Regions from separate parts of the Mus musculus genome. Here all the other regions are linked to region 4. The links are chromatin contacts, called in public promoter capture Hi-C maps. All regions are on one chromosome and are shown on one strand. Each heading gives the region's core, a stretch centred on a gene start, on an enhancer-like site or on the middle of the called end of the contact. The rest is flanking DNA. Distances are from core to core; before and after follow the strand shown.

Evidence for each region. Promoter capture Hi-C pulls out the DNA fragments that hold promoters and counts their contacts. Capture Hi-C pulls out chosen DNA fragments and counts their contacts.
Region 1: a contact with region 4 is called in a promoter capture Hi-C map of adipose tissue. The contact joins the promoter of Cdc42 here to the promoter of E2f2 in region 4. A contact is called at or near these places in 1 of 39 promoter capture datasets (liver), 1 of 484 Hi-C or Micro-C datasets (B cells), 1 of 115 datasets of contacts at active chromatin or transcription factors (large pre-B cells) and 1 of 9 other capture datasets (adipose tissue).
Region 2: a contact with region 4 is called in a promoter capture Hi-C map of pre-B cells, with 3 times the contacts expected there. The contact joins the promoter of Alpl here to the promoter of E2f2 in region 4. A contact is called at or near these places in 2 of 39 promoter capture datasets (the C10 cell line and pre-B cells) and 1 of 115 datasets of contacts at active chromatin or transcription factors (large pre-B cells).
Region 3: a promoter capture Hi-C map of pre-B cells shows a contact between it and region 4, with 5 times the contacts expected there. The contact joins the promoter of Syf2 here to the promoter of E2f2 in region 4. A contact is called at or near these places in 4 of 39 promoter capture datasets (erythroid cells, hippocampal neurons, liver and 1 more), 1 of 115 datasets of contacts at active chromatin or transcription factors (thymic regulatory T cells) and 2 of 9 other capture datasets (adipose tissue and liver).

What each region holds. Positions count from the first base shown.
Region 1 is chr4:137,355,488-137,361,886 of GRCm38.p6, forward strand. Cdc42 (cell division cycle 42) reads right to left here and starts at 2,272. Exons shown (of 6, transcript NM_009861.3): 1 at 2,159-2,272.
Region 2 is chr4:137,793,316-137,800,119 of GRCm38.p6, forward strand. It overlaps Alpl (alkaline phosphatase, liver/bone/kidney), which reads right to left and starts at 3,069. Exons shown (of 12, transcript NM_007431.3): 1 at 2,927-3,069.
Region 3 is chr4:134,927,868-134,935,117 of GRCm38.p6, forward strand. Syf2 (SYF2 homolog, RNA splicing factor (S. cerevisiae)) reads left to right here and starts at 3,113. Exons shown (of 7, transcript NM_026780.3): 1 at 3,113-3,151; 2 at 3,313-3,417; 3 at 6,589-6,714; 4 at 7,065-7,182. The coding sequence starts at 3,128.
Region 4 is chr4:136,166,816-136,173,955 of GRCm38.p6, forward strand. E2f2 (E2F transcription factor 2) reads left to right here and starts at 5,459. Exons shown (of 7, transcript NM_177733.7): 1 at 5,459-6,223. The coding sequence starts at 5,966.

The sequences.
Region 1 (6,399 bases), core at 1,022-3,521, 1.2 Mb after region 4:
TTTAATTTTTATTATTATTGTGTGCATTTATTTGTACACATACACACTGGCAAGAGTGTGAAGATCAGAAGACAGCTTTTGTTTTTGATTCTTCAAGACAGGCTGTGTAGATGAGTCTAGCCTCAAACTCAAGAGTTTGCCTCTGCCTCCCCAGGGCTGGGATTAAAGGCTAGGACCACTAAGGCCCAATGGAGAACAACTTTGGAGAGGATTCACTCCTTCCACTTTGGGTTCTGGGGGACCCAACTAAGGTAGTCAGGCCTGTTGGACAAGTGTTGTTATCCACTATACCATCTCACCAGCCCAAACTAGTTAATTAAAAAAAAAAAAATGGTGCACATATAAACCTTTTAAATATAGGCTAAAAAAAACACAATAGTAGGTAAGTATTCCAATTTTATATTCCTATATGTCACATTAAGGCTAACAAATTTTGGAAGATTTTGGAAGATTCAAGCTCCACAACTACCAACTACAGAAAGCCAATTTGAATCCACCACTCCAGTATTTTACAAACATCATTTTCTATACAAATGAGCAATAATGGGAAAAGTCTTGTTCAAACATGAGCCACCCTTACAGGGATGCACTGGATATCATTTGCTTTGCAGTGTTAATGTTCTTCAATGCTAGTGTGTACTATAATCAAAGGACACACCATTCTAGTGATCTAAAAATATTACTCAAGTTTTTAGGGTTAGAAATTAAAATCAAGGTTGGTAATTCAAGTAGCTCATTCCTGTAAGCCCAGCTCTTGAGAGGCAGAGACTAGGAGGTCCCTCTATGTTTAAGGTTAACCGGGGCTACATATGGAGACCCTGTCTCAAGATAAAAAAAAAAAAAAAATCCAAAAGCCCTTTTAATGGAAAAACTAAAGCATGCAACTTTGAAGTTGCAATCCTAACAAAGACAAATCAGGGGTATGACGAAATTCTCTTTTCACCTCATTCTTCAAACCATGCACTGAAGTTGGGTTCTTTACATCAAGTAAGTCACAATTAGTGTGGCAAAGAATTGCTCCTGCAATTCACCCGAGTATATAGCCAAGGGGTCCTTTAAAGATCATACCTACACAAGTGGCTGCAGACAGTGTATATTCCCTGACCAAAATAACTTAAACCTAAGATTTTGAACCTTCGGTATTTTAGGTGCATCTCAGGCAGCCTGAAGACAGGCAACAGGATTTCAACAACAACAAAAAAAAATTGCCACCTTACTCTGAACCAATGTGCTGGGTTGACCCACAAAGGCCGCAAGATGCTGTCTTAATTTGAATAGCCCTGACTTGTAGGAGTTAAAACTCTCACCCCTTATGCTGCGATGACGTAATCTTCCACACTGAATTTCTCCCAGAGTTAAAGGGGTGGAAAGAGGAATTTACAAAATAGTAATAATAACCGACAAAGAAAATTTCCTGCTAGGAACGAGGAACTGAGTAAGTGGCCAGGCGGGGTTTCGGGAGGTGCTTAGGCAGGTCCCGGATGGCAAAGAGGCCGGCCCCGGCAGGAGAGCCCCGGGAGCCGCGGGGCAGGAGAGGACACGGCGCGGGGCTGGAGACCGCCGAGGGGCGCAGGCGCAGAGCCGCCCGGTCCGTCACCTCGGCCCCGGCCCGGCCCGGCCCTGCGGCCGCAGTTCCGCTCCCCTCCCCCGCCAGCCGCAACGCGTCCGTGGCGGGGCCGGGGAAGCAGGAAGTCGAGGCCCACAACGGAGAGACAGCCCCCGGCCTCCGACCCCGGTCCGGACCGGGCGTCTCCCACCCCGCGCCCCGGGGCCTCGGAGCCCGCGGGCGGCCGGAGGGGGAGGGGAGCGGGTGGGATGGGTGTGCCCGGTCCTCTCGCCGCCGCCGCCGCCGCCGCCGCCGCTGACAGCTCGGCCGGGCTGTGCCCTCGGCCGCCGCCATCCCCGGCCGCGCCGCGCCGCCATTCCAGCCCTAAGCCTCGCCGCGACCCCGCCTCGCTTCCCTCAGAACCCGGGCCGGCGGGCGCACGCGACCCCGGCAAGCCCTCCCTCGCGGCCCACCGCCCGCAAGCACCGGGATGCCCCTGCCCGCGAGCATCCTCGAGAACCGAGAGAGGACGGGGGGGGGGGGGACACGCGAAGGGGACCGGGCGGCGCAGAAGACGCTCCCGCAGGGAGGCTTCTCGGGCCCCGCACTCACCTCAGCTTCTCCGCCGGGGCGTTGGCAGCACTGCGCGGGGCCTCCTCGGCTGCCGGACAGGGGCACGCGCCTGACGTCAGCACGCAGGGGACGCATGGTTGGGTGCCCGCGGAAGTGGGAGGGACAAAGAGAGAGAAGGGGCTGAGGGCGGCTCGGGCTCCGCCCCTTGGCGCGCACGCGCGCGGGCTGCGTTCCTTGCATGCTCTGGTTGGCTCTCTGCGCCTTTTAACGGTATTTTTTATCCGTAATAAAACTATGAACAATGATGTGCACGGTGTTGTAACTAAAGTTTATTTTGAGTCTTGCAACTTCGTGAAGAAAAGTGTTGTAAATATGTTTTACTTTTATATTTTTGTTTATTTTATTGAGACAGGGTGTCATTATGTAGCCCTTGCTATCCCAGAATGGCTATGTAGACCAGGCTGTCCCAGAACACAGCAATACTACTGCCTCTGCTTCCAGAGTTCTGATATTTCAAGAAATGTACTACCATGCCTGAGCTGTCTCTCTCTTTTTTGTTGTTGTTTTTTGTTTTTTGACAAGAGTTTCTTTCCATGGGTAGCCCTAGCTGTATTGAAACTTGCTGTGGAGCCCAGGCTAGCCTGGAACTCAGAGAATCCCTTGCCTCTGCTTCCTGGGTGCTGGGATTAAAGGTGTGCATCACCATACCCAGGCTACCGGGTTTGTTTTGTTTTGTTTTGTTTTTAATAACTTGAGACGTGATCTCGTTTAGCGCAGCCTGGATTTGAATGCTTAACTAGGTACCAGAGGTTGATCTTAAACTGCTAAGCCTCTACCTCCGAAGTGCTGAGCTTATAGGCGTGCCCCTCCATAGCCTGCCTCTTTGCTTCTCTGAGAGAGGAAGTGACTTGCTGTGCACAGCTTTATCTGTCTGTTTTTGGAGTGGGAGTTGAGTATCACCCTCGGTTTTGTTTAGAACTAAAGACTTTCCCCCTCAAAAAAGTCCTACATTTACTGTCCCTGAGTGCTCTCCCCTGGCCCCTTTGGTTGGATCTGACCTATCAAATCCTTCTCTTCCCTGTCATCTCGGCGCCTGTTGAATAGCTGCCTTCTCTGGCCGTGTACTAGCTGCTGGAGAATAGAGAGCCTAGCCTTCTGTCAGATGCTCCCCAACATTAGAGGAACCTTATCTCAGTAATGTTCTCTTGCGGGCTGGAGATGTAGCCCAGTCGGTAGAGAGCTTGCCAAGAATGCACGAAGCCCCACGTTAGTGCCTCTACCACATTCATAATCCAAGCTCTGAGATGGATGGCTGTAATCCCAGCACTTGGGAGGTGGAAGCAGAAAAATCTATGGTGACCCTTGGTTGCATAGAAGATTCAGAGTGTCCTAGGATACAAAACATCCATTCTCAAAAAACAGGAGGGTGTGTCTTAAGGAGGCAGAACTCTGAGACCTCAGATGTGTGCTCCTGCATCCAGCTTTATGTGGGCCCTAGGGATTCGAACTCAAGTCCTCACACCTGCGCAGCAATCACTTTGCCCTCTAAGCCACCTCCCAGCCTGCAATCTACTTCTTTCAAAGCTGTACTGTAAACATCGTTCTGTGTCGAACGAAGCCCCGCTTATAGCAAGGCTGCATTCTACCCTGTGGGCATTTCCCTATGTGGGCAATCTCACCCTATAGGGATCGAAGTTGTCTAGCCTTTCTCCGATGCCAGGGAGGACCCAGGGCTCACCAGATACTTGGCAAGTGCTCTGCCACTCAGCCACACCCTCCACTCCGATGACCATAAATGGCAACTTGTGATTACAAAACAAAACAAACAAACAAACAAAAAAACCTCATCAATTTCTTTGGCTTGAGAGAAAGTACAGTTTTCTCTGTTCCCAAGGCAGGTTGGCTGTGTCCTTTCTTTTATCCTGCCTCGAAGTCCCATGAATGTCCCAGACAATGTCTGGCCTTTCCACCAGCTGCTGTATCTTGATGGGATGTCACCCAAGTGTTTGGCCTTTCCTCGTCTATTCTGAGGACAAGGACTAACTTTGTCTCTTGGGCTGATTTTTTTTTTGTCAGAAAGTGACCCTTGACCTTGACCTTTCCACCACCCCAAGTTGGAGTGGGGTTACTCCTTGACCCTAATCTACCCCATCCCTTGCTGCCAACCCAGACGCCAGTCTCTCCTGCCTCCTTCCCACACCCCAGTCCTCCTAGCTCCAGCTCCGTTAAATGAACAGGATGGCAGGCTGCAGGTGTCTTAGGTAGGATTTCTATCACTATGATGAAACCCCATGACCAAAAGCAACTTGGAGAGGAAAGGGTTTATTTGGTGTATGCTTCCACGTTGTAGCCCATCATTGAAGGAGGGCAGAACAGGAACTCAAATGGCAAGAATCTGGAGGCAGGAGCTGATGCAGAGGCCATGGAGGGATGCTGCTCACTGCCTTGCTCCCCTAGCTTGCTCATCCTGCTTTCCTATAGAACCTAGGACCACCAGCCCAGAGATGGCTCACTCTCAATGGGCTCCCCTGACAGTTACTAATTGAGAGAATGCCCTATAGACTTGCCTGCAGATTGGTCTTATGAAGGCATTCTTTTCTATTGAGGCTCCCTCCTCTCTGATGACTCTAGTTTGTGTCAAGTTGACATAAAACTGGTTATCATAGGGTGCCCAATTCTACCTCACCTGTAGTTCTGGTTCAAGCATCTACTTCTTGTCTCTCATAGTCTCTCATTGCCATTTCTCTTGAAGCAGCCTCAACTCCGACTTTTTTTTAATTATTTATTTTATTTTATGTGCATTGTGTTTTGCCTGCATGTATGTCTGTGTGAGTGTGTCGGATCTTGGGGTTACAGACAGTTGTGAGCTGCTATGTAGGTGCTGGGAATTGAACCCTGGTCCTCTGCAAGTCAGTGCTCTTAACCACTGAGCCACCTCTTCAGCACCCTCGATCCCAGCTTTAACGCGGCACTAGAGATGAACCTGAAGCCATTCCTACCTGTAGGGATGGGTGTGTGTAACCCAGGTTTGATCAATCACTGCAATGCTGAATCAGCAGCAGGCATGGGACCCAGTGAGACTCTGTCCTAGAACCTGGTGAGAACTGTCCAGTTAAACGAATGGAGGTGCTGAGGGCAGGTATTACTCATGTCAGACAGCCTCTTAACTCCTGAGAATGGGATCCACACAAAGCCATATGCAAAAGCAAGACCCAGGAGCTTTGTGCTGTCCACTGGGTGCGGGCTTTATTCAGTATTCAGTCTCATTAGCCAACAAATACTCTCCCCTGCCTGGACCAGGTTGCATGGGTTTCTATTACAAACATGACTATTTTTATTCCCCTGTTTGTTTGGGTTTTTTTCCCAAGCCCTCCCTTGGTACTGAGCTTATTTCTCAGAGCGCTGTAGCCAAGACTTAAAGAGGGGGAAAAAAAAAAAGGTTCTGTATTGTGTGTGTGGTGTGTCCACTGAGCCATCTCACCAACTCCAAACACCAGGATCTTGGTAAAATTGCCCTGCCTCCTTGTCTGCTGCTATGCAGTGCCACACCTATGCAGTACAACACTCTACTGCCTCTCTACATAACTCCCAGGGCTCCATCTCATCCAGATCCTGATACCACGCCCATCTCAAGATTCCCAGCCACAGGGAAGCTCTTCTCTCTTTATTAGGTTTTCCCAGGTTTTGACAGGGTGGTGCTGTGCTGCTCTGACTTACTTCACACTCATGCCACTCAGGGTGGCCGCAGAATCCTGAGCCTCCTGCCTCCCCTCTACAAGGGCTAGAATCTCAGATATCCTTGCCCACAGCAGACTTGGAGCACAGCTTGTGTGCTTCCCCTCCTCCTGTCTGGAGATCCACTCCTCTTTTCACTATGGTCCAACTCCTCTCCTCCACACACCATCTTTGCTACAGCCCTGAAACTTCCCAGTCACTCCTGTGATACTTTGTATTTAAATATGGGGATGGCCCGAGAGATAGCTCAGTTAAGAGAACTAACTGGTTGTTCTTCCAAAGGACCTGCCCTATATTTGATTCTCAGTACCCACATGGAAGTTCACAACCACCCAGAACTCCAGTTCCAGGGGATCCAAAGCCCTCTTCTGACCAGGTCCTCGGGTACCAGGCACACACATACATAGTCATACATGGGAGCAAAACTCATACTCATAAGAAAATAAAATAAATAGCTATCTTTTCATTTAAGGAATGCCATAGGGCCTGCAAGATGGCTCAGTGGGTAAAGCACTTGCTGCACAAGCCTGAGGACGTGAGTTCAA
Region 2 (6,804 bases), core at 1,819-4,318, 1.6 Mb after region 4:
GAAGGCATTTTGTTTCCTGTCACAGAGCTGACAATTGGAACCAAAGCACTGGCTGTCCTGGAACTCACTCTGTAGACCAGGCTGGCCTCAAACTCAAAGATCCGCCTGCCTCTGCCTCCCAAGTGCTGAGATTAAAGGCGTGCACCACCACTGCCTGGTTTAAGTTACTAACTCTTTAACAATCCATGTAGGTGGAGCCTAATGTTCATAGACTGCTTGTGATCTTGCTGGCCCTCTGCAACTGGTATCCATGTTTATTACCCCACATCACAGATGAGGAAACAGAAGAGAGGAAAGAAGCTTGTCTGGGGGGGGTCACACAGCAGGACAGATAATAAATTGTCAATCTACTGCCTCCCACTCTATTCTGAAGGTTAGAACAGCTACAGAAATATGAGGGGGGGGTGACAAAATAACAAACATACCACACAGCCCAGCCCTGGTGTGCCAATGTCGATGGGCTGTTGTGCTCCGAAGCTCAGTCAGCATTCCTGTGGCCACGTGGAGAATTCTGAGCCCAAGTTCTCAGCCCAGTCTGCTCCGCTACCCACAAGGCTCTCCTCAAGCTCCAGGGTTTTTGTGTTAATAGCCCAGTCAGATAGACTTCGCGCTGAGAACTTCAAACTCTACCCCTGGATTCCACATCCTGGATTCACCCCCATCTCTCCTGCCCCGAAGCCTGAAGCCCAGATATGCTCTGGCAGGGACATCACTGAACCTATCACAGAACCTAAACTTGTAGGTACTTGGGCCCAGCCCCAGATGCCCAAGTGGCTTGTAGATGTCCCAGGGCAGGTCACTGTCCCTTCAAGAGGTTTCTTCATATGCAAGAAAGGATAACATCTCCTGTCTGTGCAGGATAGAACAGGAAAGGACCTGGTGCTGGGCTTTGTGGGCAATGAGGTAGAGGTGGGTGGCAGGAGATTCCTGGGCTATTCCCAGCCGGGAGCTCCAGGCTCCCCTCCCAGGCTGTGTCCGGGAGGGAGGAGGACACCCAAGTGACAGTAAGGAAGGCTGAGTGCTTCCTCCCTGTCCAGCCCATCAAGGAATGGGCAGAGCCTGGGCAAAGGTGGTTGACAGGATCGCAGGGTTCAGAGGCAGTGACATAACCCTGTACACACTGATGCAATCTCTGCTGAGACTGGAGCTAGGGACAGCCACTGCTTTCTAAAGTATGTGAACCCGCTAAACATGTTGCAGGCTGTACAGCATGCTCCCCACCAATAGGGTCTACAGACCAAAGACTTCCAGCTCCTGTACGCCCTCAAGGAGAATCCCGAGCCACCGTGAGAGCAGAGCTGTGGCCAGATCACACAGTTTCACCCCATCTTGTTAGTACTATGTACTGGCTGCTCACTGTGACAACAGTGTGACATCTTGATCCCTTTTTTGGGGGAACTACGTCATCTTCATTCTACCATGTGACACTCAAATTTTCAAAGCCTGAAAAGAATTTATTATGCCAATGTTCGCCTCAATGAGTTGGGTGGGGGGAAGGGGTCGTTATTTACTGTTCCCTTCTCAGCACCTCGATCAGAGTTTAGCGCACAACTGATGCCTGGTAAGTATGTGTGGATCGAAGACACTCACTGTCTGGCCTATCGGGTCTTTTGATTCACTGTAGTCTTAACATATAGATGGGACCATCACTGACATGGCTGCGAACCAGCCCAGACCTGTCTCACTCCACCAGTAGGCTTCTGAGAAGCTGTGTTCTCCCCTAAGGGAACCAGAGACGGTTCAGGAATTGGAAAAGGAGGCAGAGACAGGAGACGGCCAGGGAGTGGGAGAGGAAAGAGCTGACTGGGGAGACCAGAGAGGCTTGGAGGGTGAAGGGCATACTGGGGGGGGGCTCTCCTTAATCTCCTGGGCTGTGGAGAATGGGCAACAGGGTTCAATGCCTAATGTCATTGCCTACATTGTCTAAAACTCTCTGTCCCTATTTGTAGTCTGTCAGGTGTCAGAGCAGTCCTTATCCAGCATTTAATAAACAGTTGCCCTAATTCTCAACCAGACTGAGAATCTGAGGCTGCCTGAGGGGGGGTCTTTGAATTCTTCTTGGAGCCAAACGTTCTTTCAGGCCTGAGAATAATCCCTCTGTTATATGTATGTGTGTGTGTGTGTGTGTGTGTGTGTGTGTGTGTGTGTGTGTGTGTGTGTGTGTGTATGATTTTGAGACCTAATCTTCCTAGAGTGTTAGAGTGGCCTCGAACTCACAGAGATCCTCAGCCTCCAGACTGCCAGCATCTCTCCAGAGTTGCCGCGCCAGCTTTCCTTTTTAATCAGGATTCACAGGCATACCCCAGAGTCCTTTGCAAGTCTTCCTTCCTCAGGCCCATTACGCGTTGAAAAGGATTACCATGGACAATGTGGGAGTAAGAATGAGGTTTTTTTCCTCCGTCTTGGGTCCTGCCGCTGTGACTGTGCCTTTAACCCTTTCTTACCCGCGCTGGGCAAGGCAGCAGCCCCACTCTCACCTGCACACAGCCTGGAACCGTTCACAGGCTCCTTCCGTTTCCTGGGCTCCCCCACTCTCAGACAGACACTAGCACGCGGTCTCCGATCTCTCCCGCCAAAGATCGCAGCACGTGCCTTCTTCCTGCTGCTCCCCAACTACTTTAGACACCAACGGGACAGAGTGCCAAGGGACCACGAAGGGCGCAGCTGTGGACTACGGAGGCGCGTGGGCACCGGGAGCAGGTGCTTAGCACGAGGGTGAGGTCCTGGGTAGCGGCTCAGCGGGCGCCACGTCCATCATCCTGCCAGGCCACAAGAGATGCGCGCGGAGTCCGGAGCGGGAGGTCGTGGGTCCCCAGGGAGCCTGACCTTCCACGTGTCCCCACCGTGGCTGGGACAGTCACTGCGGGACCGGCGGAGCGCGCGCGTGGGAGTCGCGCAAGCCACGGGCGCAGCATGCTTTCCTTACCTGCAGGCACTCGTGGGGAGGGTCTGTTCCGGCTCGCGAGCGGCAGCCCTAAGGAGCGCAGTGGCGGGAGCGTACTCTGGCGGCCACCTCCCCCGCCTGCTTATGAAGGCGGCCTGGCCGAGCACCCGCCGGCCTCCCCGCCCCCGGCCGCCCCGCCCCCGGCCCGCACCCCGAGCCCCAGGCGGGTGCCTCTGCGTTGCCAGGGCGCCCCCTGCCGGGAGCGCGGCGCTCGACCCGGCCCGTAGGGCTGCAACAGGCAGGGTAACCCGCCTTGCCTCTCTCTTTCCCTGCGGCTCATCCTGGCTTCAGGGTGCAGCTGGCTTGTCTTTAGGTTTGATTTCTCTGTAGGAGACTTTGTCCCTCGATGGTTGTCTTCCTGTGCCTGACCCTGCGCGTCTGTGAACCCACCTGGCTCCTTTTTTCTGTGCGTCTTTCTGCCTACACATCCTTGTCCGTCACCATGTGCACCTCTGAGCCTCACACCCTTACCCCTTTCCTATCCACTTTCTCTTTTGCCCTTAACTAAGTCAGTAGGAAGCAGAAGGAGACCCCTTGGACAGGGCCCTCCCTCCCTAATATCTGAAGAAACAGGGACTCAGGACATTCTGTCTGTCCCAGCCAGAAGCCCCAGGACCTGCCCGGGGCAGACCACTTCCCAGGCAGTGGAGCCAGACTGTCTAGGCCCACAGGCCTGCTCTGGTGACTTCGGGGGACTGGCCAAGGCTCTATAACCCGCAGACACTATCCCCTGGTTTTTCTTCCTTCACGTTATTGGGAGAGTTATAAGAGACCGAGTTTGGAACATGCACAGGAAACAAGGAAAGGCAACCGCTGGGTGCCAGTGGGCCTTATCCAGTTCCCCAAGGGCCACCACCTCCCTTCCCCTGAAAGCCAGTCTGGTTTTGAAGTCTCTGATTCGTTTCCTACTGTGAACTCCTGGAGGTAGGTTTGAATGCCACCACCATTTGAATACTTCCTCATTTCCTCCTAAGAGGAGGGTCTTATCATCGCTACTGAAGCTGACAAAACCCATCTGTACCTCTAATCCCCAACAGCCAGAGATTTGAAAGCAAAGATCAGGTTTCCCTGAACTCCATCTTCCTGGGCACCTAGGATTGATCACTTCTACCCTGAAGTTCCGTCTTAGGTCCAGGCATCTTCTATATGAGCTCTACTATTGAGCCCATTTTACAGGAGGAAAAGCAAGGCCCAGAGACAACATGTGACCTCATCGGTAAGTTCAGGGCCGGAACTGGAGCCTGATGCCAAAACCCAGGAATGCCTGGGTTTGTTTTCATTTGTTCTTGTATTTTAATAATTAATGCTGTTTATTTACAGCGGTGCTAGGAAATTTCCCTTGAGAAATAAGTTTATGTTTTTACAAAGTGAGACCAAGTATTGGGTAAATTACTCCTTATTTATGTATTTCATAGCAAGGTCATAATGGCAAAAGCCATTGGGGCGGTGAATAAATGAAACTTTGGTCATTTCCCGGCAGTCCTCGTCTGTAAGGAGCTGAGAGTTAAGACAGCAGTGAGCTCAGAACACAGCACTTGGCAATTACTTGCTAGCTAGCGCCAAAGGGCTCAAGATGACAAAAGGCTGGAGATTGTATCTGTGTGCCGAGGGACATCCGCATCATAAATGATCCCCCTTCCCAACATTGGCAGAGCTGAGAAGCTGAAGCAGCAGGCGCTGAAGGCTGAAGGGTCCTGTCTCTTACCACGGAGCCCCTCTCCTCTGCCCCCAACACCACACATGGAGAATGAGCAATTCTGGCTTGACTTATGGCTAGCCTGAGTCCATTGTGTCTTCATGGAGAATCGAAAGCACTCTCCAAGGGATCGGAGTGGCTGCTGATCTCCTTCTGCCACCTTCTTCGCTACACTTTCCCTGTTGTTGGTCTCTGACCCTCTAGAATTCAGTTGAAGAATTCAGCTCAGTGGTACAGCATTTGCCTATGTGCAGGAGACCCTGGGTCCCAGATTCAGCACAGAAGGAAGCAATCACCTGAGATGGTGTCTCCCAGCATCCCTTGCTTCCCTGATCTCTGGGTACCACTTTTGATGCAAGGAGGGGGGTCAGGCCTTCACATCAGGAGCCCAAACCCGCCCCCACCCCACCCCACCCCCTGCCCTAGCTCTGTCCTGGCTGGTTGGTAGGCTGACAAGGTACCTCTGGTTAAGCTGTTTGGTCCAGAACATTTGTAAATGGAGCCCAGATTCTGCAGGGCCAGGCCTGCTCAGCCGGTGGAAGCAGCCCCTTACATAGAACTCTCGCCGTCTTTTCTCCAGGGTACGATTCCGAGAAATAGGAAATGGCACCACCTGACCTCCAAGCTCCCGTGCCTGAGAGCTGTTCGTTCTTTCTCTTTGTCCATATTGACTTCATGCCATGAGCTCCCTGCTTGAAGTAAGGCCCAAGTTTCATAGTCACAGCTGGGTTGACTCACACACCTGTAATCCTAATATTCAGAGGGTTGAGGCAGGAGGATCACAAATCCAAGACCAAACAACTGCAGAGAGAGACCATATCTAAAAAAAAGGGGTCAGGGATACCAAGTAAGAGCCAGGGGTCCAGAAGCTTAGAGTAGGGACCTCAGTGGACAAGGACAAAGGAGAGGAGACAGCTGGGCCCCTGGGGGTAGGAAAGACATCTGAACTCTGGTAGGTGTTTAAAGGTGTGATTGTTATGTTTCAAGCAAAGCTCCGGTTTTGTGACTCCCGGGGCTCCCTCTGGCCCCACCTTCAACTCAGTATAAAAATGAACTTGGAGATTTGGATGGAGGGGCCTGCTGTATGGCTTCCTGAGTCCACACAGTGGGTCAGGCCGCCCAGAGCAGCCCTACATCCAGAATGGGGAGTAAAGTCCAGTAAAGTCCATCCTGAGCCGTCGGCTGAGGAACACTTCCTTTGTGCCTGTCAACCAGATGCAAAGCTCTTCTTCACAGTAAGCCTCATTTGGTAACCATGGAGGCAGACTCTCTAGCACCACTCTCCCCCTAACCCTCTCTTTAAGAGGAGGGTCTCACTGAAGATTGGTGACACACACCTTCAATCCCAGCACCTGGGGGGCAAAGGCAGGCAGATATTTGAGTTTGAAGCCAGCCTGGGAGAGAGAGAGATTGAGAATCATGTTGCCCAGGATAGCCTCAGACTGATATGTAGTCAAGGATAGTCCTTCTGCCTCCACTTCCTGCATTGCATGCTGGGATTGCACACGTGTGCTACCACATATGTGTATGTTCTGCTAGGGGTTGAGCCCAGGGCTTCATGTATGCTATGTGAGTACTCTACCCTCTGAGCTATATTTCTAGCCCCACTGGGGTAATCTTAAACTCCCAATCTACTGCCTCTACCACCCATGTGCTGAGATCACAAGAACAGACCATCTTGCTCAATTCATGAAGTGCTGGCCCTTGCCCTTGTCTGGTGAACACTCCCCTAACTAAGCTACATCCCTAACTCCATTCTCTCTCTTCAAAAGAGGACACATTCAGCTCCGCTAGGACAGGTTAAGCACTTTTACACATTCCACAGAGGTTTATTAGGTGCCGAGTATGTGGTCAAAGCTGCTCCAGGAAGTACAGATACATGGTAACAATGTGAAGGTGAGGGGCATTCTCAGGAGTCAGCTGACAGAAACAATGCACATCATGAGTGAGTAGGTTACTGGCTACAGAGATGATAAGGGCAGGAAGCCAGAGCAGATAGATCCAGGTGTGCTGAAGAGCCAACTCTAGCACCTGACAGAGGGAGAAAAGAGAAGGCTGGCCTTGGCCACTCAGACAGGAAGGAAAATCCAAACCCGGGGATAATCTAGGTTCTTATGCAGTATGTAACATACTCTCCTGGGGCCAAACATCCAGTCCTAAGCTT
Region 3 (7,250 bases), core at 1,863-4,362, 1.2 Mb before region 4:
CTTTGAAAGTTCCCATTATCTTGTTTGGGAATTTGCCAATAAGCGATCCTTTAAAAAGAATATGAATTAGTAACCAACCAGATTAAGGAGAAGTTAGAATCGAGCTTGTCAGGATTGGCAGTGCTAGCATTGCTGTCACCCAAGAGACTGAAAACCCTGGTCTTAGTTTAGGGAGCTTCCACCCCAGGCGTGGTTAGGTCGTGAACACCAGGTGAGAACTCAACCTCCACCTCCCTGTTAGAGTTACAACCTACTAGTGGGTGCCTCAGGCAGGAGGATTTCACCCTGTAAGCTGAGCTTTGTCCAGCGTCTACTGAGAATAACAATATTCCCTACTGGGCAGAAAGTTTCCTGAGCTTTGCCAGGAAATGGGGATGAGAAAGTATTAAGTCTCAGTCCTCAAATGTGTTAAATTGACAGGAAAGCCAGCCTGTGTATTTGCATTTCCCAACAAATGAGCCACTGTCTATTTAAACACTAAATTCCCTGTCATCACAATTTGTAGTGTGACTAGCAGCTGCCTCTTAAGTACAAATAGTAGGCTGGGGATGTAGCTCAATTGGTTAGAATGCTTCCTGAGTTTCTGTGAACCCAGCATCAGTAACAGTATTTTAGCCCTTCTGGAGGCAGCCCAGGGGCCACATACACAAAGGCAAATTTGCTTTTCTTTTTTTCTTTTTGGGTTTTACTGTGCTTTGAGTAAGGATATACATAGCCATGGCTGTCCTGGAACTCATTGTAGATCAGGCTGGTCCTGAACTGGCCTTGAGATCCTCCTGCCTCGACTGTCCTTGTGCTGTTAGTAAAGGTATGAGCCACTGTGTCTGGTTAAGACCACCCAAAGAGTATAGGTGGCAAGAATGCCCCTATCTATCATTAGCATGCAATTGGACTCAGCATCCTTTGAAAACAAAGATTCACCCTACAGAAAACTTAAAAATCCAATCATCTAGATGTGTATTCCTGGTCACATCCCTTTCTTTGGCCGTTCTTTAAGGTAGCAGTGAATCAGTCTATTTCATATAGCCTTGGATGTCCAGGCTTGCCTCTAACCCCTCAGGTTCTGGGATTAAGGGTGTGGGGCACCATACTTGGAATTTTTTTTTTTTTTTTTTTTGATTTTCGAGTCAGGGTTTCTCTGTGTAGCCCTGGCTGTCCTGGAACCCACTCTGTAGACCAGGCTGGCCTTGAACTCAGAAATCCGCCTGCCTCTGCCTCCCAAGTGCTGGGATTAAAGGTGTGCGCCACCATGCCTGGTGAGATTTTGTTTTTTAAAGGAGGAATGAGGAGCTGGAGATGTAGCCTAGTTGGTAAATATCCAGCAAGGTATAGAACATATGTGGTAGTGCAGGTCTGTTATCCCAGAACTCTGGAGGTAGCAGTCAGGATCAGAAAATGAAGATTAGCTGAGGCTAATGAGGGCACAGGTATTTCATCCCACGAGAGGCAGTAGGATCTCTGAATTCAAGACCAGGATGGTCTTCAGTGAGTTCCAGGACGGGCAGACAGTATAGGGAGACTCAAGAAACAAAGACATATTAAAAGTGATTCAGAGGACGACAGTGACAGCAACTGAAGGTGGTGACAGATTTGTCAAGGCATATTGAGTATATGCTAGTTTACATATAAAATTGCAATTATAGAAATGAAACATCTCTGACATGAGAAGATAATCACAGGATGGAGATGGCTCAGTGGTTGAGTGTGGGCTGCTCTTGTAAGAGGCACCGAGTTTGGTTCCTGGCACACATTTTATCAACTGCCTGAAACTAGTCCCAGTAGATTCAAAGCCTGGCTGCTACACTGAAATGCACAGACTGGAGAGATGGCTCAGTAGGTAAGAGCACTGGCTGTAGTGGAAAGATGTTTCCATCCCAGAACCCACATGGTGGCTCAGGACCACCATAACTCTAGTCTGACCTCCGTCGGCACCAGGCATGCAGGTGGTGCATATATGGATGCAGGCTAAAACCCCATACATAAAAAAAGAAATAGGCCGGCTGTAACTTCCTCATTTAGAGGTATGTATTGCCTTCCATTTGATTTGTGGGGATTTTGTGTGCTAGTTAGACTCAACTCACCTGCCTCACTTCTTCCAGCCAAGTAACTCACTCATTTCTTTTAATCCAGAGACAGGATTTTTCTTTTCTTTTCCTTCCTTTCTTTCTTCCTTCCTTCCTTCCTTTCTTTTTCTTTCTTTTTTTTGGTTTTTCGAGACAGGGTTTCTCTGTGTAGCCCTGGCTGGCTGCCCTGAAACTCACTTTGTAGACCAGGCTGGCCTCGAACTCAGAAATCCGCCTGCCTCTGCCTCCCAAGTGCTGGGATTAAAGGTGTGTGCCACCACTGCCAGGCGCAAGCCAAGTTTTATTAAGCTTGAGAAGTAGCTTCCTACAGGGGAGGGGGACTCAAAAGAGAATTGCCCACAGTTTACATTTTTTTCTTGCCAGTGCTTAAGCTTTTAGATATCCCATGTCTTATAGCACTGGCTAGCCTAGAAGTCACTGTGTAGCCTTGGCAAGCCTCATACTTGATATTCTCCTGCCTCCACCGGCTGAGACGCTAGGAGAATGCCACCACAGCCGATTTGTACCCAGCTATTTTTACACGTGGGATGGCTTTTTCATTTCTAAAATTAATTAGTCGTCGATTTTGAAAGGTACACGTTTCATATATCCCTGTCTTATTCCCGAATTATCTTAGTGACCTTAGTAGTTGCTCTGGTGCTGGAATGTGAGAGTGAACGATATGGGGCCCGCCCTGCTCTTCTACAGTTAGTAACATCAGCAAATTATCTACTCTATGGAAGGGACTTAATGCGGATTAAATTCAAGAGAGACAAGGTTCTTTAGAGCTGGTGACAGGATACGCAGTCCCCAACCAGGCGTCCCATTCTATGTGGTGACAGGTTCGGAGCACTTCCTCATCCTTGTCGTCCCTCCCGGGCCCCGCCCCCGCCCCGCCCCGTTTGCGCCTGCGCATAGCCATACCACGCGTCAGTCCCTCCCACTAAAAGGAGCGTGAGAGGCCGGAAGAAACTGACGCCATCGGGAAGGCTTGAGTCTGGGCCGCGGGCCAGAGGCCGCCGGAAGTGCTCAGCGTTGTTGACGGAAGTAGAGAGAAGGCTGTAATGGCGGCTGTGACTGAAGTTGTGGTGAGTATCACCGGCTTCGCGTAGGTGTCAGTCCGGGAGACGCCGGGGCTGAGGACATGGGTGGGATCCGGGTGCGGCTCCCGGGGAGACCAGGGTGCCGGGCCCAGGCCTGGGCCGTGGCCCCTGGCAGACGCCGAGCCTGAAGCCGGTTATGATCGCAGGTCCCCGCGGATGGCGCGGAAGCCAGGCCCTTGGCGGCCGAGGAGCTGGCGGCGCAGAAGCGGGAGCAGAGACTACGCAAGTTCCGTGAGCTGCATCTGAAGCGGGTGAGTGGCGGGGCTGCGGGCCAGGCTGGCAGTAGGGCTGGAGGAGCAGGAGGAGGAAGGCGCACCACGCACCAGATCTCCGGACCCGGCGTCCCCGGGACCAGATCTCCGCCCGCCGGTGGGTCTGGACTCGGGTTGAGATCGCTTTGACACACGTCAAAAGCCCCACCCGCCTGCTCCACCCGGCCACACCCACATTACCGGGTGTACCTTAGGTTTTTCCTCTTGTTCCATGATTCTTCGTTTTTCATCTAGGGAAATAATTGGTTAGAAATAGTAATCAGACCTTTCTCACCTTAAAAACAGCGAGCACACACTTTCCCTTTTCTCCGAGTTCAGACTCAAAAAAGTATAACTTATTTCCCATCTCTTGTTTGGATGTCTACTCAAATCGTAAGCATGGCTGGCGAGTCACTCTCAACATTAGCATTCTTTCCCAGAAGCTAGCTCCCTCTCACTTCTTTATGTGACTGCTTGGTCATCTGACCCTTTTTCTGAACCTGCTTGTTTTCTTGGACTATAATTCAAAAGGCATGCTATATCTTCTTACTGTCTCCCTTCTAGCACCTGCCAAGATTTTCAGCCTGCTTGACTTGTTTTTGTCTTGATCTCTTTTTTTTTTAAAGATTTATTTATTTTATGTATGTGAGTACACTGTAGCTGTACAGATGGTTGTGAGCCTTTATGTGGTATTTGGGGATTGAATTTAGGACCTCTGCTTGCTCTGGTCACCCCTGCTCTCTCCGGCCCAAAGATTTATTTATTACAAAAATTACTCTGTAGCTGTCTTCAGACATACTAGAAGACAGTGTGAGATCCCATTACAGGTGGTTGTGAGCCACCATATGGTTGCTGGGATTTGAACTTGGGACCTTTGGAAGAGCAGTCAGTGCTCTTACCTGCTGAGCTATCTCTCCAGCTCCTGTCTTTTTTTTTTGAGACAGGGTTTTTCTCTGTATAGTCCTGGCTGTCCTGGAACTCACTCTGTAGACCAGACCAGGCTGGCCTCAAACTCAGAAATCCTCCTGCCTCTGCCTACTACCAAGTGCTGGGATTAAAGTGCCCAGTCCAGCCCCTGTCTTGAATAAAGTGTTTCTTGGGCTGGCAAGATGACTCAGTGTTAGAGGCCCTTGTACAAGCCTGGCCACCTGAGTTTGACCCCTGAAACTCAGGGAGAAGTGGAAGGAGGGAGAGAACTGACTTCCGTCTTCACAGGGTTGTCCACAGAGCTCCACACAAGGCTAAGGCATGCGCATGCACACACAGAAATAAGAAAATGTATTTGTGGCTTTGTATGTATGTGTGCTCAAGTGTCATGGAGTGTATGTAGATGACAGGACAACAGGAGTAAGTCAGTTTTCTCTTTCCATAATGTGGCCTTTCCAGGGATTGATGTCATCTGGCTATGTAGCAGTCACCCTTACCCATTGAGCCATCTTGCTGGCTCAAAAGAACTATTTTTTTTCCTTTTCTAAAACATGGCCTTTGAGCCTCCAAGAATATAAAACAAAACAAACAAATGAGACAGTGCATCTCTGAACATTTACAATGTAAACAGTGGTTCTCAGCTTTCTTTATGCTCTGGTGACACACAACAATAAATTTATTTTGTTGCTGCTTCATAACTGTAGTTTTGCTGCTGTAAATATCTGGTATGTAGGGTATCGTATATGTGACCCTTGTCACGACCCACAGGTTGAGCACCACTGTTCTGCGTGCTGGGGATCATGGACCAAGCACCTGCTGCAGAAATCCTAAAGGCCAGAGTCCGGACACCTAGAACACATAAATAAATACTGGGTGGGTGTGGTGGCCTGCCTTTTATCCCAGCACTGTGGAGGCAGAGACAGGATCTCTGGAGCAAGCAGAGTAATGAGGCTGACTAGCAAACACTGAGTTCTGAGTTCAAGTGGCCATCCTTGCCTCAATATTTAAGGTAGAGATCAATTGAGGATACGCCCAACATCAGTCCTTAGCCTTCACATGCATGCACACCTGCACACGTGTGTCCATACACATGTGAATATACACAGCACACACACATAGTCCAACATTCACAGCCAGTATTCACATGCTAAGCAAAAACTCCAGTCCCACAAATATTTCTGTTCAGAAAGAGTTAATAGTAAATTATTGTGCTTAAATGTTGACTTACAGAGAGGCTGTCCACAGCCCATGCGCCTGGAGCTGGGAGCTTGCCTTCCTGGACCAGATGTCACCAGTGTGTGGCCTATGTGATATCTAACTTACATTTTCCTTAGACTAATGGACTCTGGTGGCTTGCAGCTGCCATTTCTGTGCTTGGACAGTTTATGGAGTCCTTGACTACAGAGGGAGATTGATGCTGAGGCTAGCCTAGAGTGCATTAGACCATGATGCTGAGGCTAGCCTAGAGTGCATTAGACCATGATGCTGAGGCTAGCCTAGAGTGCATTAGACCATGGTCTAAAGAAACCCAAACAAAGGAAATGCTGGTGTTACGCAGTGCTAAGATCCTCTGAATGCGAGCTCTGGGCGTTCCTTCCTTTCCCTTCTCTTGGAGTGACCTGGAGTACTGACTATGAACGACTATGAATGGTTTAGAGGTAAAGAGGCATGAAAGCCTCCAGTCCAAACTGAGGCTTTAAGAAACAAAACAACAAAAACAAACCAGGTTAGAAGGAGCCCATCCCTTAGGCCCGAGATGCTCAGTGGATGCTCTTGCTGTGAGGAGACTAAGGACCTAAGTTTGATCCCCAGAACCTGCATGGTGGCAGGAGATAGCTGCTGCCTGGGAGCTGACCTCTGATCTGCACACAGACCACCCGCCATGTGTGTGTCCACACAGAAAAGACAAGTACAGTTATAAAGAGGATTTAAAAAGTCTGTGATTGCTACTGTACTATGGCGGGGTACAGTTATGCTTTGTCAGCCTTTATTCTGAACCCCTTATGCAAGGGACCACCCATCTGAACAGGCAGAGGTGACGGCGCCCTCGGGCTCTGGAACGACAGAGCTCTGAGCACAGCAGTCTCGTTCTCTCTGTTAAACCTTCTCAGTCTTTTCCTGAGCTTAGTCACTTGCTGGGTTTTTATTGCGTGCAGTGGGGTCCCTTAGTCACTGCACATAAGACAGGGTCTGTGTGGGTCCCTCTCCTGTTTTACCTGATGGCCTTCACTCTTACGGTTTTAGAATGAAGCTCGTAAGCTGAATCACCAGGAAGTTGTGGAAGAAGACAAAAGACTTAAGTTGCCTGCAAACTGGGAAGCCAAGAAAGCGCGTCTGGAGTGGGAGCTCCAGGAAGAGGAGAAGAAAAAGGTTCAACTACATTGTGTTTTGTATGTGTGTGGGCCCGAGAGTTACAGGAGTCACTCCTCCACCCCCGTGCTCCTCCTGAAACAGGGCTCAGGTGGTCGAGCTTGGCAGCGAACACCTGTATCCCCTGAGCCACCTCGATGACCTGTTACTTGATATTTTGATAGTATTTTTTTTTTTCACTTAAAATAGGTCAAATTGTTAGCCATGGTGTGTCACACATATAGTTCCAGCACTTGGGAAGCTGAGGCTGGAGGATTGCTTTGAGTTTGAGGTCAGCCTGCGCTCAAAAAACAAAAAATGCAGGGTGGCACGGTGGGTAGTACAGTGGGTAGCGCTGCCTGTCTTTGCAGGAGTGTGCAGCTCGAGGGGAAGACTACGAGAAGGTGAAGTTGCTGGAGATCAGCGCAGAGGACGCTGAGAGGTGGGAGAGGAGGAAGAAGAAGAAGAACCCTGACTTGGGGTTTTCAGGTACAGCTGGCCTGGGCCTCTTGGACCAAGACTTCTGCTCAGGAGAGCGCATATCCGCTGAGCTTTGT
Region 4 (7,140 bases), core at 4,209-6,708:
AGCACTTGGGAGGCAGAGGCAGGCGGATTTCTGAGTTCGAGGCCAGCCTGGTCTACAGAGTGAGTTCCAGGACAGCCAGGGCTACACAGAGAAACCCTGTCTTGAAAAAACAAAACAAAACAAAACAAAACAAAACAAAAAAACAAGCCAACCAACAAACAAAAACCCAGAAAAGAGATTCTAAATTTTATTTTTGTATATGGTGTGTGTGTGTGTGTGTGTGTGTGTGTGTGTGTGTCTGCCTGTCCAGTTTATGATGGGAGTGGTGGCCCATGACTTAAATAATCCCAGCACTTGGAAGGCAGAGGCAGGCGGATCATACCTCTGCAAGTTCGAGGCAAGCCTGGTCTTCATAGCAAGTTCCAGGACAATCAGGACTATATAGAGAGACCCAGTCTGAAAGAATCAAAATATAAAATAAATGTGTGTGTGTGTGTGATTGTGTGTGCACATCTGTATGATTGTGTGTACACATTTGTGATTGTGTGTGCACATCTGTGTGATTGTGTGTGCACATCTGTATGATTGTATGTACACATTTGTGTGATTGTGTGTGCACATCTGTATGATTGTATGTACACATCTGTGTGATTGTGTGTGCACATCTGTGTGATTGTGTGTGCACATCTGTGTGATTGTGTGTACCATCTACATGCAGGATGCCCTGGAATTAGGATTGCAGGCAGTTGGAAGCCACTATGTAGATGCTGGGACACTATGTAGATGCGGGAGACCCAAACCTGGGTCCGATCCTCTGCAAGTACACTAAGTATTCCTAACTGGTGAGCCATCTCTCTGGTCTCATGCATGCTCTCTAGCCCTGAGACAGAGAGAGAGAGAGAGAGAGAGACAGAGACAGAGAGACAGAGACAGAGAGAGACAGAGAGAGACAGAAAGAGAGACAGAGAGAGAAACAGAGAGAGACACACAGAGAGAGAGAGAGAGAGAGACAGAAAGACAGACAGACAGACAGAGAACGAATGAGAGACTTGCTCTCTAACCCTAGCAGGTTTGGTATTCGCTATGTAGCCTAGGGTGACTTAGACTTAGGGCCATCCTCCTGGTTAAGTGTGCCAGGATTTCAGGTGTGACTCACCACATCTGGCTCTCTGAGAAGCCTGTACCAAGTATTTCTGGCTTTGATAAACAGTATTTTTTTTTTATTTGTTTATCAAGACAGGGTTTCTCTGTATAGTCCTGGTTACCCTGGAACTTGCTCTCTCACTCCGTAGACCAGGCTGGCCTTGAACCTGGCAATCCACCTACCTCTGCCTCCTGAGTGCTGGGATTAAAGGCATGTGCCATCATGACCTGACTGCTAAACAGGATTTTGAGCAGAGGCATCTGAGAGACTTTTTAGGAGACACACCAGCGGATGACCCACATGGAGAATGGCAGTTTGCACCAGTTTGGGGACTTTTCCAAGACTCTTTGTGCCTGGCTTAGATAAGGATTTTGATATTAGCCCTGTGCCTCAGGCAGGTCCTTAATATCCTGAGTCACCATTTCATCGTCTGGTGAATGGTTTGAAACATCCCTAATGTACCCAGTTGTGAGCAGTATGTATGTATGTATGCATGTATGTATGTATGTATGTATGTATGTATGTATGTATTATGTATTATGTATACAGGGTCTCATATAGTCCAGACTATCCTAAGACTATGTAGTTGAGGCTGACCTTGAATTGCTGCCTTCACCTCCAGCTTCCAAGTTCTGGGATTGCACATCCCTTCTGCGGCCCAGGTACCCCTGGCTCACCACAAGGCCTGGATTTCTGAGACTGGTGCTTTGTTCAACATTCTTGGTATATGGCTCCACAGAGTTGGCTCCGCTGTTAAGAGTACTTGTTGCTTTTGTGAAGGACTCAGGTTCAATTCCCAGCACCCACATGTAGGCTTACAACCATCAGTAACTTCCCCCAACACCAGGCACGCACTCGGCACCAGAACCAATATGCAAGCAAAGCAATTGTACACATAAAATCCTTTTTATGTGTACATCTTTTTTAAAAAAGACTTCAGTGCCTTGGGAGACAGAGATCTGAGTTTGGTCTTAATGTCATCATTCCTATGCAACCTTTTGTCAAATCCCTTTACATCAGAGGTTCTCAACCTGTGGGTCGGGTCATGACTCCTTTGGGGGGGAGGTCGTTGAATGACCCTTTTACAGGGGTTGCCTAAAACCACGAGACAACACAGATATTTAAATCACAATTCATAACAGTAGCAAAATCACAGTTATGAAGTCACAATGAAATTGATTTATGGGGGTCTCTACAACATGAGGAGCCGTATTACAGGGTCTCCGTCAGCATAAGGGAGGTTGAGAACCACTGCCTGTATGACTCATGCTTAGTTTCTTCATGTGCTCACGCTGGACCTGTTACAAGATAACTCAGAGGCGTCAACAAAATAAGCACGGTGGCACACGCTTTGATTTTTTTTTTATTAGATATTTTCTTTATTTACATTTCAAATGTTATCCCCTTTCCTGGTTTCCCCTCCGAAGACCCCCTCTCCCCTCCCCTCCCCTCCCCTCGATTTTTGATTTTTGAAACAGGGTCTCATTATGTAGCCCTGGCTGTTTTGTGGAACTCACTATGTAGATCAGGTTGGACTCGAACTCAGAGATCTGCCTGCCTCTGCCTCCCAACCTCTGAGGTTAAAAGGTGCAGGCCACCATGCCGGGTTGATGGCGTATGATTTTAATCCCAATACTTGGGAGGCAGAGGCGGGTGGATCTCTGTGAGTTTGAGGCTAGCCTGGTCTACAGAGAGAGGCTAGTCATAGCTTCATAGTGAGACCCTATTTCCGAAGCACCATGACTACTATCAAACAATAAAAATAAGCATAAAAGCACACAGCTGGGTGTTTGCATCAAACACCGAGGACGCACCTGGGACCCTTCCATGGATTCCGTGGGGCGTCCCAGAAAAACCCACTTTGCCATCCGACTTCAAAGGTGTAAGAGTCAAAGCTTCGAGGTCTAGCACCCGGACTGACATCGCAGCATGTAGCACGGATGGAAGGAGCAAGAACTCAAGCTGCAGGGTTCCTGCTTGATCCATGCCCACACCTCTCACAGGAATCCATCCGTTCCCAGGCAGCGAAACTCCAAAGCCAACCCCAACTACCCGAAACTCAACCACAGAGAACTGGCTCTCAGCCCCCTCACTGGCTGCTGGCTCCCTTCTTCTCTCCCGGCCCCTCCCTGCCACCTCCATTCCCTCCCTGGCCCTGGGGCCTTGCTTCGGCTCCAAACCTGCTCAGCCACAATTCCTTCCAGGTGCCCTCATCTGTAGAATGGGGATAATAACAGTGTAGTGTGGTATGGTGTGGGGATCAGGAAGCGCCAGAGTGAAGTGCATGTGGTAGGGTCTTGCTACAGACCAGTGGCCATCATTTCTACTGTCCTGTGAACGAGAGGGAAGATCTTGGCCCCAGGCCGAGTAGCAGCTTTCTCTGTATTGGGTGGTTGAGGGAATGGAGGTTCCGAGAGGTGGCCCCACAGCTGACCTGCCCAGGGCTGTTCAGCTAGGACGTAGTGGGCAGGACTTTGTGAGGGATCCCTAGACTTTCTGATTTCAAATCTCACTCACTATTGCCTCTCTTTGCCGGACACACAAGCAAGTCGTAACACTTATTATCCACCTTCTGCATGCCAAGCCAGGCCTCATTCAGAGAGAGACTTGACTGAGAGCATTGAAAAAAACTTAGATAGAAAGCAATGATTTACAAGGCAAGAAAGCCAAGTCTTGCTTGAGGCAAACCACAATAAACGTTCAAAGAGTAAAGGCCTTCAGGGTGAGAGAGGGCAAACAGGCAGGGAAGGCTTCCGGGAGGAGGAGAAGTTTAAGCTGGGACTTAAGGGACCAGTGAAATAGCAGACTATTTTTTGTTTGTTTGTTTATTTGTTTATTGGTTTTTCAAGACAGTATAACCCTGGCTGTCCTGGAACTCACTCAGTAGACCAGGCTGTCTTTGAACTCAGAAATCTACCTGCCTCTGCCTCTCACATGCTGGCATTAAAGTCATGTGTCACCACCTCTTGGTGGTCTACTGTAGACTAAAGAGGCCTGTGTATTCCAGATCAAGTCTGATATAGCAACAGCTGTCGATTCTCATGGACCAAGCTCTGTGCCGAAGGCTTTGCATATACTGTGCCATGAGATTTCTCTGTGACTCCGACATAAGGAATGAGAGAGAGAGAGAAAAAAAAAAAAGACCCAGAGAATGGAGAAGAAATCTTGTCAAACAGCTTTCACAAAAGGGTTAGGGGACTGGATGTGAATTAAGAATGTCGAAGAGAAAGCCTGGGCTACCTGGTTTGTGATGATCTGATCAGGTCTTAACACGGGGACTCAGCCCACCCCCCCTCCTGTTGTGGTAAAATAATTGTTTAGGCCGGTCAATGGTGGCGCACGCCTTTAACCCCAGTGCTTGGAAGGCAGAGGCAGGTGGATTTCTGAGTTTGAGGCCAGCCTGGTCTACAAAGTGAGTTCCAGGACAGCCAGGGCTACACCGAGAAACCCTGTCTCACAAAAACAAAAACAAAAACAAAAACAAACAAACAAAAATTTGTGTAGAAGAAACCTGGAGGTGTTTGATTCAGGAAGGAAGAGTGCTGGGTCCTGTTGGGGAAAATGACCTGACAAACTCTGGACCCTCACCCACGCTGTGCCTGTCAAGGGCGGGGCAGAGTTTGGGAGAGTGGAAAGGAGCTCTTTACTAGAACAAAGACTCCCGACCTGGACTGTCCTACATTTGACTGCCAATTCTCAGATCAGCGAATCTGTGAATGACCCGAGGCACAATATCCCGCCCCTCCGACTCCCTGGTCTTACCCATCCCACTTCTCCGGATTGATGGGATAAATTAAACAACATAACATATATAATGGTCTAATCTTAGTGTACTGTACGGGCGTACAGTAGGCGCTCAATAGAGGTTAGTTTTTTTCCTGAAGAAAAACATAAAAGGGAGGCGCCACCCTTCCCTGCCCCTCTGCCAATTAAAGCCTGGAGGAACAGGTTCCTGGGTTTCATTTGAAGAGAAAGAGGACATATTGGTTATATTAATTAATATATTAATAAATGATTTAACCTAACTAAGCAACAAAGCGAAAACAAAAGGTTTTGTGGCCAGGGAAATGCACTTGAGGGTCAAGACTCAGGTCCCGACTCTGACTCTCTTTCAATGTTTGGCCCCACCCCCAAGGAAAAGAGGTCCGCTCCTCAGCGCTCTTCGCTGTACTGTTGGTCCTTATGCTGGGTGTTCCAGATGCACCTCCTGCCTCAGTTTCGCCTACTGTTACAAGAGGACGCTGAAGTCAGCAGATGTCGCGGCCCCTTTAAGCCACTAAGCTCCTGTCGTAATCGCTGTTTCTTAGACTAAGCCTTTCCGGGGGTGGGTGGGTGGGAGGAGCCTATATATATTGTAGCAGCCAATCGAGGCGCGGCATTTTCCGCGGGAGATCCGAATTTGGCGGCATATAGTTTGGCGCTAAAAAAAAAAAAAAAGAAAAAAAAAAGAAAAAGAAAGAAAAAAGAAGAAAGAAAAGAAAAAGGAGTCCAAGCAAGGGACGGGAACTAGAGGGGTGAACGCAGAGCTCAGCAGGGCGCACAGGACACCCTTCGCGGGTCAGAGCACACGAGTGTCCGCGGGGTCCGTGGGCATTCCGGGACGCTTTCACGCACGGGCGCGACTCCGGACGCCCAGATATTCGGGGCACGAGCCGGACCGGGCCAACTCCTGGCAGTGCCACCTGTGCCACGCGATCTCCGAGTGGCGATCTCCGAGCTCGGCAGCGCTGGGCGGCGGGCCAGGAGGGGAGGGTCCGGCCTTGCCCGGCGGGCGTCCATTGGCGGCTGCTCCCGGCGTCCGCGGTGCAGCCGGCTGCAAAGCCCGCAGGTGCCCCGCGCGCGCGCGCCAGACCCGAGTGGGTAGGGGGCGCCGCACTCGCCATGCTGCGCGCGCCGCGGACCCTGGCTCCGGCCACGGCGCAACCTACAAAGAGCTTGCCGGCGCTGAACCCCACCGAGCTGTGGCCTTCGGGTCTGAGCAGCCCCCAGCTCTGCCCGGCCACCACCGCCACCACCTACTACACTTCGCTTTACACGCAGACGGTGCCTTCCTCTGTGGCGCTGGGCACCTGCCTCGACGCCACTCCCCACGGACCCGAGGGCCAAATTGTGCGATGTGCACCCGCAGGCCGGCTGCCGGTAATGCTGGGGGACCCCCTGTACTTCCCGTATACGTGTCTGGGTGGGGAAAAAGGAGAGAGGGTGCTTGGGACGCCCTACGGCTTGATTACAGCTGGTTGAGGTGGGGAAGCGGGACTGGCAGTAGAGAGAACCCTTTCATTTTCCGACTCCGTGAAGTAATCTCGCCTGCTGTCGCGGACTGCAATGAGCACTGGTCAGGGGAGCCTGGAGACCTAGCCCAGTGCCCCTAGCGCCTGCGTGACCTTGAGGAAGCTTCCAAGGCATCGACGATGCTTAAGTTCATTCATTCTTTCATTGTTTACGCCAGAACCAACACCTGCTTTTTCAGGCCAGGGGCTTGGCCTGTGGGATTTCCTGGTGACTTTAAATCCGCATAGGTCTCCCAGGTCTCTGGTCCAGCCTGGTATCTGGACCAGAGTTGTCTAGCCAGCTCCTTCTCAAGTGTTGTCCTCAGGTCCTCCCCACAGCCTGCTCATCGTCCGAAATAGCCAGTAGCAATGCAAATGTAGTCCGTCTCTTGGGTTTCCTGTTCAGATGGACTGTGACCTCGCGAGTGAGAGATGTGTTGTCAGGGAAGGCCTGGTGTGGTGGCGTTTGGGCTGTAGTACAGGGTTTGTGGGAATGGATGAGAAAGGGCCTGAGGGAGTTAGAGGGAGGGTTGGGGTGGCTGGTTTCAGCTCTGGTCTTCACTGTGTATATTTGGATGTCAGGGCCTCTGTTTCCTCTTCTTAAAAAAAAAAAGTTTTAAAATTACATTTATGTGGGGGATGGGACCGTTTGTGCCACACTGTGTTTGGAGGTCAGAGCACAACTTTTCAGAGTTGGTTTTCTTTTTCAGAGTGGGTCCTGGGGATCAAACTCAAGCTGTTCAGCTTGGTGGCAAACTCCTCTACCCACTGAGCCATCTCGCCAGC